4 separate regions of the Sus scrofa genome follow, and regions 1, 2 and 3 are each linked to region 4. A link is a contact called in public HiChIP or PLAC-seq data. All regions are on one chromosome and are shown on one strand. The core of a region is the stretch at or near the end of the contact, and the rest is flanking DNA. Distances in the headings are between cores, read along the strand shown. Region 1 overlaps TLE3 (transducin-like enhancer protein 3). Region 2 holds the start of TLE3 (transducin-like enhancer protein 3). Region 3 overlaps TLE3 (transducin-like enhancer protein 3). Region 4 has its middle 210 kb from the start of TLE3.

What was found. HiChIP or PLAC-seq counts read pairs in DNA pulled down with a chosen protein or histone mark.
Region 1: a contact with region 4 is called in an H3K27ac HiChIP or PLAC-seq map of alveolar macrophages. The contact joins two enhancer-like sites. A contact is called at or near these places in 1 of 47 Hi-C or Micro-C datasets (embryonic fibroblasts) and 1 of 2 datasets of contacts at active chromatin or transcription factors (alveolar macrophages).
Region 2: an H3K27ac HiChIP or PLAC-seq map of alveolar macrophages shows a contact between it and region 4. The contact joins the promoter of TLE3 here to the enhancer-like site in region 4. A contact is called at or near these places in 2 of 5 promoter capture datasets (fetal liver and fetal skeletal muscle), 3 of 47 Hi-C or Micro-C datasets (embryonic fibroblasts, heart right ventricle and skeletal muscle) and 2 of 2 datasets of contacts at active chromatin or transcription factors (alveolar macrophages and skeletal muscle).
Region 3: an H3K27ac HiChIP or PLAC-seq map of alveolar macrophages shows a contact between it and region 4. The contact joins two enhancer-like sites. A contact is called at or near these places in 1 of 47 Hi-C or Micro-C datasets (embryonic fibroblasts) and 1 of 2 datasets of contacts at active chromatin or transcription factors (alveolar macrophages).

What each region holds. Positions count from the first base shown.
Region 1 is chr1:167,814,149-167,817,327 of Sscrofa11.1, forward strand. It overlaps TLE3 (transducin-like enhancer protein 3), which reads right to left. Exons shown (of 20, transcript XM_021100790.1): 13 at 2,649-2,833; 14 at 1,820-1,896; 15 at 746-995; 16 at 129-376. Among named protein-coding and RNA genes, the nearest start is that of TLE3, 40 kb to the right of the region's middle. Within about 2 kb of position 1,628, at least 4 of the 83 cell types and tissues checked have an H3K27ac peak or open chromatin away from gene starts, as enhancers often do. A contact at or near this core is called in alveolar macrophages, where this site is marked.
Region 2 is chr1:167,854,618-167,857,705 of Sscrofa11.1, forward strand. TLE3 (transducin-like enhancer protein 3) reads right to left here and starts at 1,296. Exons shown (of 20, transcript XM_021100790.1): 1 at 216-1,296. The coding sequence starts at 239.
Region 3 is chr1:167,838,183-167,841,373 of Sscrofa11.1, forward strand. The region is part of intron 4 of TLE3 (transducin-like enhancer protein 3); the gene reads right to left. Among named protein-coding and RNA genes, the nearest start is that of TLE3, 16 kb to the right of the region's middle. Within about 2 kb of position 1,484, at least 2 of the 83 cell types and tissues checked have an H3K27ac peak or open chromatin away from gene starts, as enhancers often do. A contact at or near this core is called in alveolar macrophages, where this site is marked.
Region 4 is chr1:168,060,618-168,063,771 of Sscrofa11.1, forward strand. No RefSeq gene overlaps it. Among named protein-coding and RNA genes, the nearest start is that of TLE3, 210 kb to the left of the region's middle. Within about 2 kb of position 1,599, at least 11 of the 83 cell types and tissues checked have an H3K27ac peak or open chromatin away from gene starts, as enhancers often do. A contact at or near this core is called in alveolar macrophages and fetal liver, where this site is marked.

The sequences.
Region 1 (3,179 bases), core at 378-2,877, 250 kb before region 4:
TGGAAGCAGGATTCAAACCCAGCAGCTTGGCTCTGAAGTCCCACACTTGACCCCCGGAGCGTCAATGCCAGGCACAGCCAGCGTAGCCTTCCCGAGAACAAGGACCCCTGCTCCCTCCCGCACCTCACCTGACCAGGGTCTGGTTGTGCAGGTCCCACACGGCGATGTTGCCATCACTACAGCAGGAGAAGCAGACTTTGGCATCGGGGCTGATGGCCAGGGCATAGCAGGCAGGAGCCGAGGACGTCAGCTCAGCCTTGATGCGGGGCGTGGGTGAGGCCAAGTCCCAGATGGTGAGCGTGCTGGCCTCGCCGCCCACGATGAGCGTCCGTCCATCAGGGAGCAGCTTGCAGGAGCGGATATAGTTGTCCCTGTTCTGGAGGGAGAAGGGGCAGTGCTCAGGGCCACCCAACCCCCTCCTCCCGGGGGCATCACATCCAGCAGCACCCTTATCACTTCTGCTCACTTCTTGCCCTTATTCACGGCAGTTCCAGGAAGCTGCCAGGCCATCTCCATTCCTCATTTATAACCTTGCAAACTTTCAGTCATCTCCTCGTAAGGCCCTGCAGGTCAGTATCATCTCCATTTACAGATGATGAAAGTGGGCCTCAGAGAGGTTTGCCGGTTTGCCCAATGTTGCCCAGCCAATACAGGGTCGAGCCCGGCCAGGTCGATGGGGGTGTGCCCCCGGCCCAGGTTGCCCTGCTCTCCTGGCTGGAGATGCCCAGAGCCCCAGGATCCTCACCAGACAGTCCAGCTGGGAGATGGGGCTCTTGCTGCCTGGCTGGCTGATGTCCCAGATCTTCACGCAGCCTTTGCCACCAGTGTAAACGTGCCGCGTGGGGTTGCTGATGGTCACAGCGCACACCACCTCCCCGTGGCTGAGTGTGTTGATCTGCCGGGCGTGCCTGGGGATGTTGGGGCCTGCCAGGGCGTCGTGGGGGAAGGGCACGGGCTGCATCTGCCCATCAGCACTCACGTGGAAAGAGTACGCTCTAGAAGGGGGAGAACCATCACTCCTGGCATCTCTAATCCTCTAACGGTTCCCAGGGGTTCTGCCTGGATTGACTGGTCCCACCCCCTGCCTCCAGGTGCTCCCTCCCCAGATCCTAGGGAAGCCGGTACCCTGGCCTCCTCCGTCTGGCTCTGCCAGGGTGGAGAGTGCTTCATAACCCTGCCTTGACCTCTACTCCTGCTTACCCAGCCTTGCTGCCAACCAGGTGGCTAACCCCACACTGCCTTGGGACAGCCTTTCCTACCAGCTACAGAATCCTTAACACAGGGATCCTGGAAACGATGCCGTCTGAATGCTTCCCCCCGTCGCCCAGGAGCCAGTGATATTAGGAAGGAAAATTGGCTCCTCAAATGAATCATCATCACTTGAACACATCGTCATCATCAAATGAATCATCATCAAATGAACACATCACAGCCGGGCCTGAGCGGGCATGGTCTGCCTACTGGTTTAGGTCACAGTGGGCACCAGCTGGGGGCGGAACCCCCGGGAGCCCCCAAGACGGGGGCATGGCACCAGCTCCATGGCATCTGGATGGGAGAGCCTGGCATCTGAAGTGTCCCTTCTCTCTCAGAGCCCAGGGACTACAGCCTCAACCCCAACCTCCCTCATTCCCTTTCAGAGGGAGCCTGGGGCTGAGCAGGAGTGTGGCCAGGCAGCCATTGCTGGCACTGCAGCCTGGCCTGGGGGCGCCTTTCCTGGGGGGGGTGGTCTCCCAGGGCAGGGAAGAAGTGGATGGGTGGTATGCTCACCCCCGCCCTCCCCAAGAAGCGTACAACAAATACAAATACAGCCAGAGCTTACGGTTTTCCACCAGGAATAGAGGCAAGGCTTGAGGGCAGGCCCGTGGCCCGCATGGGAGGGTGAGGGTCAAAGCCAACCTGTAAAGCAAGACAAGGCCCTCAGTGAGGGTGCCGCCACGCATCCCCCACCACACATGCCCCACCCCGCCTTCCTCCTGCACTGCTTCCCCCTCAGAACCTGAGGGGCAGCCAAGCAGAGCAGAGCCCCTTGTTCCAGAGAGAACACATGCCCAGGAGGGTCACGTGCCTTTCCCAGGACAATGGCAGGGACAGGGTGACAGTCCAGACCCTCAGACTCTGAACCAGGATCTTCCACCCCCACCCTCCGCTCGTTCTCCCTGTTCTGCAAGACAAGCTGATCCCTGTCCCCTCTCCTGGTGTCCCAGCAGGCCATGTAGAGAAGAGACCACCACCCCATGTTCAGGAGGTCAGGAGAGAAACTGCCCCTGCCAACCCAAGTGCTGAGCAGTAACAGCAGACACATCTTTGTGTACCTGGCAGCCCCATTTGCCAAGGAAACTCACCTCACTCACTGCGGGGATTCCCATTCCCACAGAGCCCAGAAAAACAGGTGTCAGCCTCGATTTCCACATGGAAAGGGAGGCTGTGTTGCATGAGGTCACAGGGTGACTAATGGGCAAGCAGGATGAGACCCAGGTTTGCTGAGCCCCAAGTGTGTGTTCCTGTCTTGTTTCTAATAAACAGTCTACCCGAAAGGCAGCGACGTGGTCACCAGGAAGGGCATCCCTAACCCACTCCAACTTCCCCATTCAGGGCCCGGTCCCCCCAAAAAAGGAGCCAAAAGGTCTACGTACAGCTCCAAAGCTCACCATTGGCGATCGGCCATAGGCGGCAGCAGCGGCAGCGGCAGCCGCGCTCATCTGGGGTGGGATGTTGTGCAGGCCGGCATAGGCGCTGGGGCTGGTGAGGGAGCCGTTCATCTCGTGGTGGCTCATCATGGCAAAGGGCGCAGCATAGGAGCTGGTGATGGAGATGGGTGTGCGCAAGGCAGAGGCTGCAAGGAGTTGGGCGTCAGCTGGGAGATGCTGTCAAGGGCAGTGGGCCCCATCCCTCCATCCAGGAAAACACCCAGGCCACCAGGTTGCCTCCTAGCCCAGCAGCCATACTTCCTGCGTTCTAAAGCTGTCTTCTCCAGGCAGTCCTCCCAGATGGAACCCACCAGCCCAAGAAGGTGTGAGTTGAGAGATGTGCCCACCTCTAGAGCAGGACTCAGAGGCTCAGAGAAGGGGGTTGTTCGGAGCCTCAGAGAACTAACGACAGAGGCAGGACAGACAGTAGGTGCGCTGACTTGTCTGGAGCTCCTTCCACACACCTAGCTGGGCAGTGGCTCCAAGACGCCT
Region 2 (3,088 bases), core at 46-2,545, 210 kb before region 4:
GCCAATCGAGCGGAATTAACCTCCTCTCGCAACGGCGCCCCCCCATCCCATCCCCTTTGTGCGAGCGCGCGCGCGCGCACACACATACGCACAGACACACACACACCCCACACACACCATAAAGGTAGCAACAAGCAAAATGGAGGTGCCAGATAAACTGCCTCGTTTACCCTGCCATGATAGATGCTTAAATAAACCAAGTTGCAATTACTCACCGGATGTCTGCCTTGCGGATACATGGCAGGGAGGGGTCGTGATTCTGAGAGCGTAGAAACGCGGAGAGCTCGGGTCGGGGAGGTGCGGGGGAGGGGGGAGCCAAGACCGAGCGGGGGGCGGCCGGGAAACCGAGAGCTCGCCCCCGGCCCCCCCAGCCCGCTCTCGCAGCGAAATCCCAGAGTCAGGCGCCCGCCCCAAGCGGAGACAAAGAGCCGAGAAGCAGGCGGCAAAGTCGTCGGCGGGCACCGAGGCCGGGCGGTGGGCTTGGGCTTTGTGCACCTAGGGTTCGGCTGACTGAAGCCGGCCGCCTTCCCCCCACTGCCTGGAGCGCGTCAGAGCCGGAGACTGCGCGGACATCGTCGTCACCCCGGAGGGTCCGGCGCGGGGTCCCGAGGTCCGGGGCCCCTCCTGGGGCAAGCGCGGGCGCCCTCCGGATCACTCAGCGCGTCGCGCCGGGAGGGGGACGCGCCGGGGCAGTCCGAGCATCCAGGGCGTTCAGGTCCGATCCCAGGGGCAGCTCTCCGCGAGAAGAGGAAGAAGGCAAGCACCGAGGTGGCGGCTTGGGCCGCAGGAGCGCCGGAGGGTGAGGGCGGGAGCCCGGCGCGGGCGCTTCGACGCCCCCCCTTGGAGAGGAGAGCCTGCTGTTCAGTCTGCTTCTGTCGCCGCCGCCGCTGCGAGCCCTTCCCAGGGCCGAGGAGGAAACTCCGCGCTCAGGAGGTGGGAATCAACCGCCCTGGCATCCTAACTCCAGCAGGCACAGGAAACCGCCGCAAAAGGGTCCTCGCTGCTCCCAGCTCGAGGGCCGGGTCCCCAGCGAGGAGCGCTTGGCGCCGCCGCCGCCGCCGCCGCCTCCGAGCGCGCAAGCAGGAGAGCGCTGGAGGGGAGACGCAGCCCGAGACCGGGGACCTCTGCGGCTTCCTTCCTTCCCCTCGGCCCGGCTCTCCTCTCCGCTCCCCGACAATCCCCCCAGACGCGCGCGCGCGCGCGCGCGCACACACACACACACACACACCAAAAAAAAGTGCCCCGGACCTGCGGATACCACACACAGACAAGCGAGGGGGACGAGCACGAGGTCTGAACTGCCGCGAGAGCAGTTCCAAATAGGGACTGAAAAGTAACAAAATAATGTGGCAGCTTCGCCAGCCGCTAACCAATGGGAGCGCGGGGTCCCCACGTGGGGCTGTCGGACTCGGCCTGCGACTGGGCGCCGCCGGGCGCGACGTCACAATGCCCTCTTGTGTCTAAAACTATGCATGAAAAGTAGCAATCAGGCCCTACCCGCTGGTGACTTTCGCAGGGGAGTGAAAAACAGCGCTCCTCAGATCAGGAATTAACCGAAAGACATATAATAAATAGATATATATTATAGTACTGGGCTGCTAAGGATTTCCCCCCCCCCCGCTCTTTTTTCCCACGATCTACTAGCAAATAATTATTTGGCGGGAGGGGAAAGAGAGAAGACAGAAGAATAACAACAAAAGAAAAAAAAGACAAACTGTACAGTCCTCAAAACCTGTGGCTGGTAGTAATGTATCAGTTTATTCTGCAGAGGCGGCGAAGGATTCCTCCCTCTAATCTCATTAGGTCTGCAAAGCAGCCCAATTAGATACTATAAAACAAACAGAATCACTTTGTCACTTTAATGTTTTCACTTCACAAGATTTAGGACCGATAAAATGGTGGCTCCCGAAGTTGCCTGCCACCTTAAAAAAATTTTGCTCGGAACTGAGGGTGTCCCTTTCTTTTCCCCTTCTCCTGCCCTCCTACTCCCCCCACCCCAGGCCCCCAGCTTTTCTTCTTTGTTCATTCGTCCTTTTCAGAAAGCCAAATAAACAGCGTCTTTGATGTGCGGCGGCTGCCCGCGGGGAGAAGCCTAAGGAACTCTCCTTTGGCGGGCAGAGCAGATGGAAAGGCCCGACTGCCCGCGGACACTCGGGTCCTCCCGCGCTATCCCCACTCGGGGCTCCTTCCTGGTGGAGACGGCTACGCCCTCGCCGCAGCTGTTCATTGAGCGTCGGGGCCGGGGAAGCGGAATCGGGAATGCCGTGGCTGCTGGCCCCACCGCGGCCCGGGAGCTCCGAGTTCCGTCCCGGATTTCTCAGCTTGCTCCCGGCAGGGTCTTCGCGTCGGCGGAAGCCTGTGGAGGGGCGCGCGTGCAAGCCCGTAGGTGTCTCGGCCGCCAGCCTTGACGCCCTGGGAGGTGCAGACTCTCATCCGCCCCCGTGCGCTCCTCTTCCCACCCCCGCCGCCGCGCCTCCGGGACTCCCCGCGCGGTTGCACACTCGACTCTGGGTCCAGTTTGCCCGCAAACAGATAGCCTCGATCGCCTGCACTCGGGGTTACATCAGGGCAGACGGGCCGTGGGGACATGGGCCTCAAGCGGCTGGAAGGCTGGAGTGGCCGCGCCCCAGATCCCACGGGCACCGCCGAGTGGACGGGCCCAGGTGGGCCCTAGGTACCCCCCTTCCCAAGTATCTCCGCGGACCTGCACGAACCCCGGGGCCCGCGGTTGGCCCCGGATCTATATTTTCCCCTCATTAGGAGCTGGAGTTCGCTTTTGCATCTTAATGAGGAGCTGAGAACAAGCGGGCGCTCGGAGGCCGGTGCGTTGGGAGTTACACGTGAGCGCCCGCCTTGGAGTTGAACCTCCCTGCGCCCGCTCCGGCCGCCAGCCCCGAACCGCACTCCTCTCTTCATTTATTTATTTTCCTAAATAAAAACATAAATCGTGTGAGGCACGCACCGAAGAGGGGGGTGGGGAGAAGCCCGGCTCGACAGATGCGAGCATCTGGCCGCAGCATTCATTAGACACAAAATGGCTCCTCTTTGGAGCTTCCTTTTCCCCTCCCCCTTCTCTGCCCTCCCCCTT
Region 3 (3,191 bases), core at 234-2,733, 220 kb before region 4:
AGCCGGGTGCTGCCTTTGAAAGTTCCTTTTCAAGTGTGGTTCAAAGAAGGCAGCTTTGCTGGTGGAAAAATATTGTGCCTCAGAAGGAACTCACCTACTCACCACAGACAGAGAAGTGTGTGCAGAGACCCTGCAAGCTCGAGATCCTGAGCTCCCGAGTGGACACTGGGAGGACCATCTGCCTCCATTGTGGTTGTTAGGCAAGTAAATGACGGAGTACAAAAGAGTTGGGGGGCGGGGGGGGGACTGGTGTCATTTCCCAAAGAGCAGTCTGTTCCACGCCCGTAGGTAACTCCTGTTCACACCATCACCTCCTTGTTAAAGCAGGGCCTCTGAACATCTTACTGTACACAGAGGGCAGTGGGACATTCTCAGAGTGCACTGCTCCAGCAACGCCCTAGCATTCACACTAACTGTTGTTCCCATCCCTTGGGCCTTTGACTCAGGACACTGAATGAAGGGAGATGGGACCGGCTCTCGGTCCACACCCTGGCAACCTCTTGCTCCCAGCCTGCAGCACCTGGCCAGTCTTTGACTTTTTTTTTTTTTGAAATTATTTAACTGACTGCTCAAGACACATCTGACAGCCACTTCCACCAGATTCTCTCCGGTATTTAGTTTTAAACTGCCCTGTCAGCTCTTCGAAAATGCACACATTTTAACCTCAGCCAGATAAAAACAAGGAGAGGGAGGAACCTGGCTGCTTTAAAGAGCATATCATGACCCCCTGCCACACAGAGGTGACCTGGCCTCTATTCCCAGCTCTGTCTCCAATCTCGCTGTGTGGCTTTGGGCCAAATCCCTTCCCTCCTCTGGGCTTCAATTTTGTTGTCTGCAAAACAGAGGGACAAAGTGGATAACTCGTAAGATCCCGGAGCCATCATTTAGAGTCTGAGAAGGCCAAACCCTCCTCAGTCGCTCTGTGACATGTCGATTGCTCCAGAAAGTTCAGTAAAACAGAGCACAGCATGAGTTTAAAGGACAAGCAGAGTAAGAGGCAAGGCATGGACGGATGCTGGGTGTGGGCTAAGCTGCAGCTGGCTGGGGTTCGGTCCCAAGGACCAGTCTTCATAGCATGGCCCGTTCAAGTGCATCCATCAGCCTAACTGAGCACTACAGAGCAGAGCAGGCAAGAGGGTCCTATCTGTGTCAAGCAGCTACTGTCCACGTTCCTTCTGTGATTCACAAGAAGCTTTCGACAGTGAGGCAAGGGCTCTTGAAGATGTTTCACTTGGCGGGAAGTAAGAGCAATTCCCCGTCTATGAGACAGCACAGGGGCTGCCATTAGGGTCCTGATTTCACTTCTCAAACAAGGATCTCTTCATGGCATAGTCAGCACAGCGTGCAGTGATTCTGGAGACCCGTTTGTGGATGTGCGTAAGAATGAGATGAGGAAAAGGGACCTATGTGAGACCTGAGTTACACTCCAAGCCATGTGGAAATGGTGGTTTTCCAGCCAGCTCTGTGACTGACATGTCATATGACCCACAGAAAGTCACATCCTGGTGGCAGGGCCTTGGGTTACTCCACTGTGCACTCCCTCATGTGTGTCTGGGGTGGACGCTTGGTCTGCTCCAGAGTTCTTTTTGTTGTTGTTGTTGTTGATTTGTCTTTGAGGGCCACACCCACAGCATATGGAGGTTCCCAGGCTAGGGATCCAATGAGAGCTGTAGCCGCCAGCTTATGCCAGAGCCACAGCAATGGGGGATCCGAGCCATGTCTGTGACCTAGACTATAGCTCACGGCAACGCCAGATCCTTAACCCACTGAGCGAGGCCAGGGATCGAACCCATGTCCTCATGGATGCCAGTTGGGTTTGTTAACTGTTGAGCCATGACGGGAACTCCTGTTCCGGGGTTCTTGAATTTGAATCAGGTTTTACCTGGCCCTCTGACACAAGTCCTCAGATATTCAAGGTGAGTCTGCCTCATCTTGAATTAAAATCACAGGGGCTCAGGGAGAGGCTGGGGCTGTGCAGGAGGAATCGCCAGCAACCAGGCACCACAGTCACCAGGCAATCAAATATAGGAAGAATCCAGAACAAGGCATCGGGGCAATTTTAAGTTAAAATATTCCATTGCATTTCCTAGGCAATTCTAAATTGATAGGCCCTTAACTATTGGACTACAAGATGAAATTCCTTGCCAGGCATTTTCTCCTGACTGAGCTAGCAGAGCACTGAAATAAAGCAAGTGGGTGTTTTGTTTTGTTTTGTTTTTTTTCCTTTTTAGGGCCGTACCCTGCAGCATATGGAAGTTCCCAAGCTAGGGGTCAAATTGGAGCTGCAGCTGCTGGCCTAAGTCACAGCCACAGCAACATGGATCTGAGCCACATCTGCAACCTACACCGCAGCTCCCGGCAACGCCAGATCCTTAACGCACTGAGTGGGGCCAGGGATGGAACCCACACCCTCATGGATACTATTCGGGTTTGTTACTGCTAAGCCACAATGGGAACTCTGCACATGGGTGTTTTATCGCCCGTGGGAAGGAAGCCCAGAGACAGGAAGGGTCGAGGCCTCCAGCAAAGGTTCCCAGGCCCCACTCCATCTCTGCCATGCAAAGGCTCTAGGGGAGAGCAGCTCCCCGGTGTTTTTAAGAAGGGGGTGAATAAATGACCCACTTAGCAGCCGGGAGATAATGACCCCTGCTCCTGGAGGGGCTGAGGACATTTACATCACCGATCACTCAGTGATAGGTGAGCCTCCTTAAAGGCCCTTTTAGCACTGACATATTGATCAAATTATATATAACTACAACGCCATTAAATATTTATGCTTCCGAGGAAGCCTGCTGAATTCTTTATGCCGGGAGGGCTGGGAACAAGAAAAGGCCCAACCCTGGTGTGACCCTGAGGATCTGTCTCGCTGGAGAGGAAAAGGGACACTGGCTGTAGCCCCCATCACACAGGGTAAGGATGGCAACGAGGATTCCTCCCGCTCCTGGGCAGAAGAAAGGCGAGGGGGTCGAGGAGCTGAGCGCCATCCCACATGCTCCCTGGAAGAAATCCGACTTCCTTTCCTGTGCCCACTAGAAATCTCTGACATTTTCTGCCAAGAGTTTAGGAAGTAAGGGCATTGGGAATGGTGAGGCTGAGTGAGGGGGTGGGAGTGGCACGGGTCAGGGAACAGAGGGAGCATCTAGGCCACTGACCCTGGAAAGAGCTGGCAATGCAAAGTCCAGAGACCTGCA
Region 4 (3,154 bases), core at 349-2,848:
TCAAATGATGTCCTTGGGAGTCTCATATTATTACCTGCCTCGAAATTTCATTCACTTTGACTGCTGAGTAGTAGTCCATGGTATGAATATACAAAGTTTGTTTAACCGTTCACCTACAGAAGATATTTTAGTTGTTTCCAGTTTGAGGCTCTTACAAATAAAGCTGCTATGAAATTATGTACAGTAGAGATTTTTGTATGGACATGTTTTCATTTCTCTGGGCCAAGTGCCCAGAAGTGCAATTTCTGGGTCATATGGTAAGTGTATGTTTGGACTCTTAAGAAACGACCAGACTTTTCCGGAATGGCTGTGCTATTTTACATTTCCATTAGCAGTGTATGAGCATCCCAGTTTCTCTGCATTCTTGTCAGCATTAGTATTGTTAACTCTTTTTAATTTTAACCATTCTGATATGTGCGTAGTGATATCTCACTGCGGCTTTAATGTACATTTCCTTTTTAAATATATTTATTTAAAAAAATTTTATTGCCATAGAGTTGATTAGAATGCTGTGTTAGTTTCAGGAGTGCAGCAGAATGATTCAGTTACACACACATGTATATATCTATTCTTTTTTAGGCTCTTTTCCTTTATAGGTTATTATAAGATATTGAGTAGAGTTCCTTGTGCTCTAAGTATGCCCTTGTTCTTTATTTTATATATAGTAGTGTGTGTCTGTTAATCCCAGACTCCTAATTAATTCGCATTTCCTTAATGACTAATGGTGTTGAACATCTCTTCATGTGCTTATCTGCTATTGATACCTCCTCTTGGACATAATGTCTCTTCATGTCTTTTGCCCACTTTGGATTGTTTTCTTTCTTACTGGTTTTTTGGTTTGTTTGTTTGTTTTGTTTTTTGTCTTTTTAGGGCTGCACTCATTGCATGTGGAGGTTCCCAGGCTAGGGGTCTAATTAGAGATGTAGCTACCGGCCTACACCACAGCCACAGCAATATGGCATCCAAGCCGCATCTGTGACCTACACCACAGCTCGCCGGGTCCTTAATCCACTGAGCAAGGCCAGGGATCGAACACGAAACCTCATGGTTACTAGGGTTTGTTAACCACTGAGCCACGACAGGAACTCCTCTTTCTTACCGTTGAACTGAATTTGCTATGTATGAGTTGGAGTCCTTTATCAGATAAGTGGTTTGCAAAAATTTCCCCCTCATGATTCATTTTCATGCTCAAACCTTTGGACTTTTAAAAGAAATTTCTCATTTGCTCATCTGACAAGTTGTTTTCTAGGCCCTACTATCTGCTTTTTGGGCACTTGTCTAGGAGCTGGGAACAGGTAAGACAGGTAAGGCAGGGTCCCTGCCCATGAGGTGCTCACAGTCCAGTGTCCAGGAGTGGAACAGAGAACCAAAAAATCATATTATTTCAACACAACACAGTCAGTGGCATAAAGAGACATGGCTAGGGTGTGTGGGAACATCTGGGTGAGGAAGACAGGCCAGGGAAGATGGGTTAAGTCAGAAGGACACATCTGCTCCAGTGGGTGGGTGAGGAACCAGAGGCATTCTGAGCAGAAGCAAGAGCTTGTGCAGATATACTTGAGAAATGCAAAGTCATGGCAGCAGGGCTAGGAGGCCAGAGGGCACTGTGAGGCAAGGGCCTTGGGGAGTTTCTCGGAATTGGGTTGGCACCTTAGGAGGCACTGCCTGGTCGTGTGACCTTGGGCTAGTTAGTGAACTTCTCTCTGGCTCAGTTTTCTCATGGGCAAAATGAGCTTAGTAGTGTCTGCTTCCCAGAGACTCTGGGAGGAGAGAAAGAATGAACATGAAGCATCTAGACCAGGGTAGGATTAGGAGCTTGATGACACTGGCCTTGGAAAAGCCATTTGGAAAAAACCAGGCAGAATTGGCTTGCAGGTGGGGACTCCACAAAGTCCTGCCCTTCCTGAGGTCTCTTTCTTGGGTCCATCCCTAACATGTGTCTTCCCACCCGAGGGAAGGAACATACCTCGTCTATATGAGATCTCTTGCCCTGTGCTGGGACCAAGCCCTGGGTCCAAGGACAGCCTCCACCGATTCACTCATTCTTCCTTTGGCTCCTCCCAGCAACACCGAGACTTCCCTGGGCCACCAGCCTAGCAGTCTTTTTAATTCTCAGCAGCCTTTCTTGGAAGAGTTGCTTATCTTCAGTGTCTCCACTTCCTCGCCTGCCTCCCTGTCACTGTTGCACTTGGTGTGGTCTGGCTCCCCGCCATCCACACCCCAGGGACTTCCCTTGGGAGGTCATCGTGGCCTCTGTGACCCCGACAGACTACACTATCTCACTTGATCTCCCTGTAGCATCCCAGAAGGCTGACCACTTCCCTTCGAAGCCATTTTTCTGGTGTGGCTTTCAAGATGGTGGCCTTGCAGGATCCATTGGCAAGTTCCTGTCTCTGTCCCCACCTCTGACATGAGGGTCGTCCCCCAGCTTTCTGTCATTATGCTCCTTCCTGGTGCTTATCTGTCCCCTATCCAAGGCTTCCATCAGTTTCTTCAGTCTGAAGCCTCTTGGGTCTCTGTCCTAGCTCCAGACCTTCACACCCACCTGTCTGATCCCTAGCCATCTGTAACTCAAGCCCCATGTACATGCAATGGCTGTCAACCTCCTCCCCAGACCAGCTCCTCCTCTGCAGCATTCCATCTTTCACTGAACACAGTGTTGTCTTCCAGCTGTCGAGAACAGGGTGAGAAAATGCAGGGAAAGTGATGGCTGGAGAGGAAAGTGATGAGTCTGGTGTCCACTTATTCCCCAGGAGACAATGGGACAGGGAGGCCAGGGAGCGGCTGTCAATGTGTGGCTGGAGTTTGGGAGAGGGATCAGGGCAGGAGACATAATTTGCTGATGTTCCAGCTGAGCTGGGGGCAGACCTAAAGCCTGGCTGCAAAGCGCTGCCCTTTCCCAGGAGCCCCTCAGCCAGGGGGCCCTTAGAGGCTCAGGCCTTCCACCTCTAGGTGGGTGGGCTTGGGGTAAAAATTATCTACAACGGTAGAGAAGGAAGGAAGGGATCTTCTTTCTTAAGCAAGAGGAAAGGAGATGGCCAGGCGAGAGGGAACTGGGATGTTGGAAGTGAAAGCAGCTACGAGTGAGTGGGGTGAGTGGGGTGGGAGGCACAGGATTAGGGACCACGACAAAAGGTGAACTTGATGTGTTTAT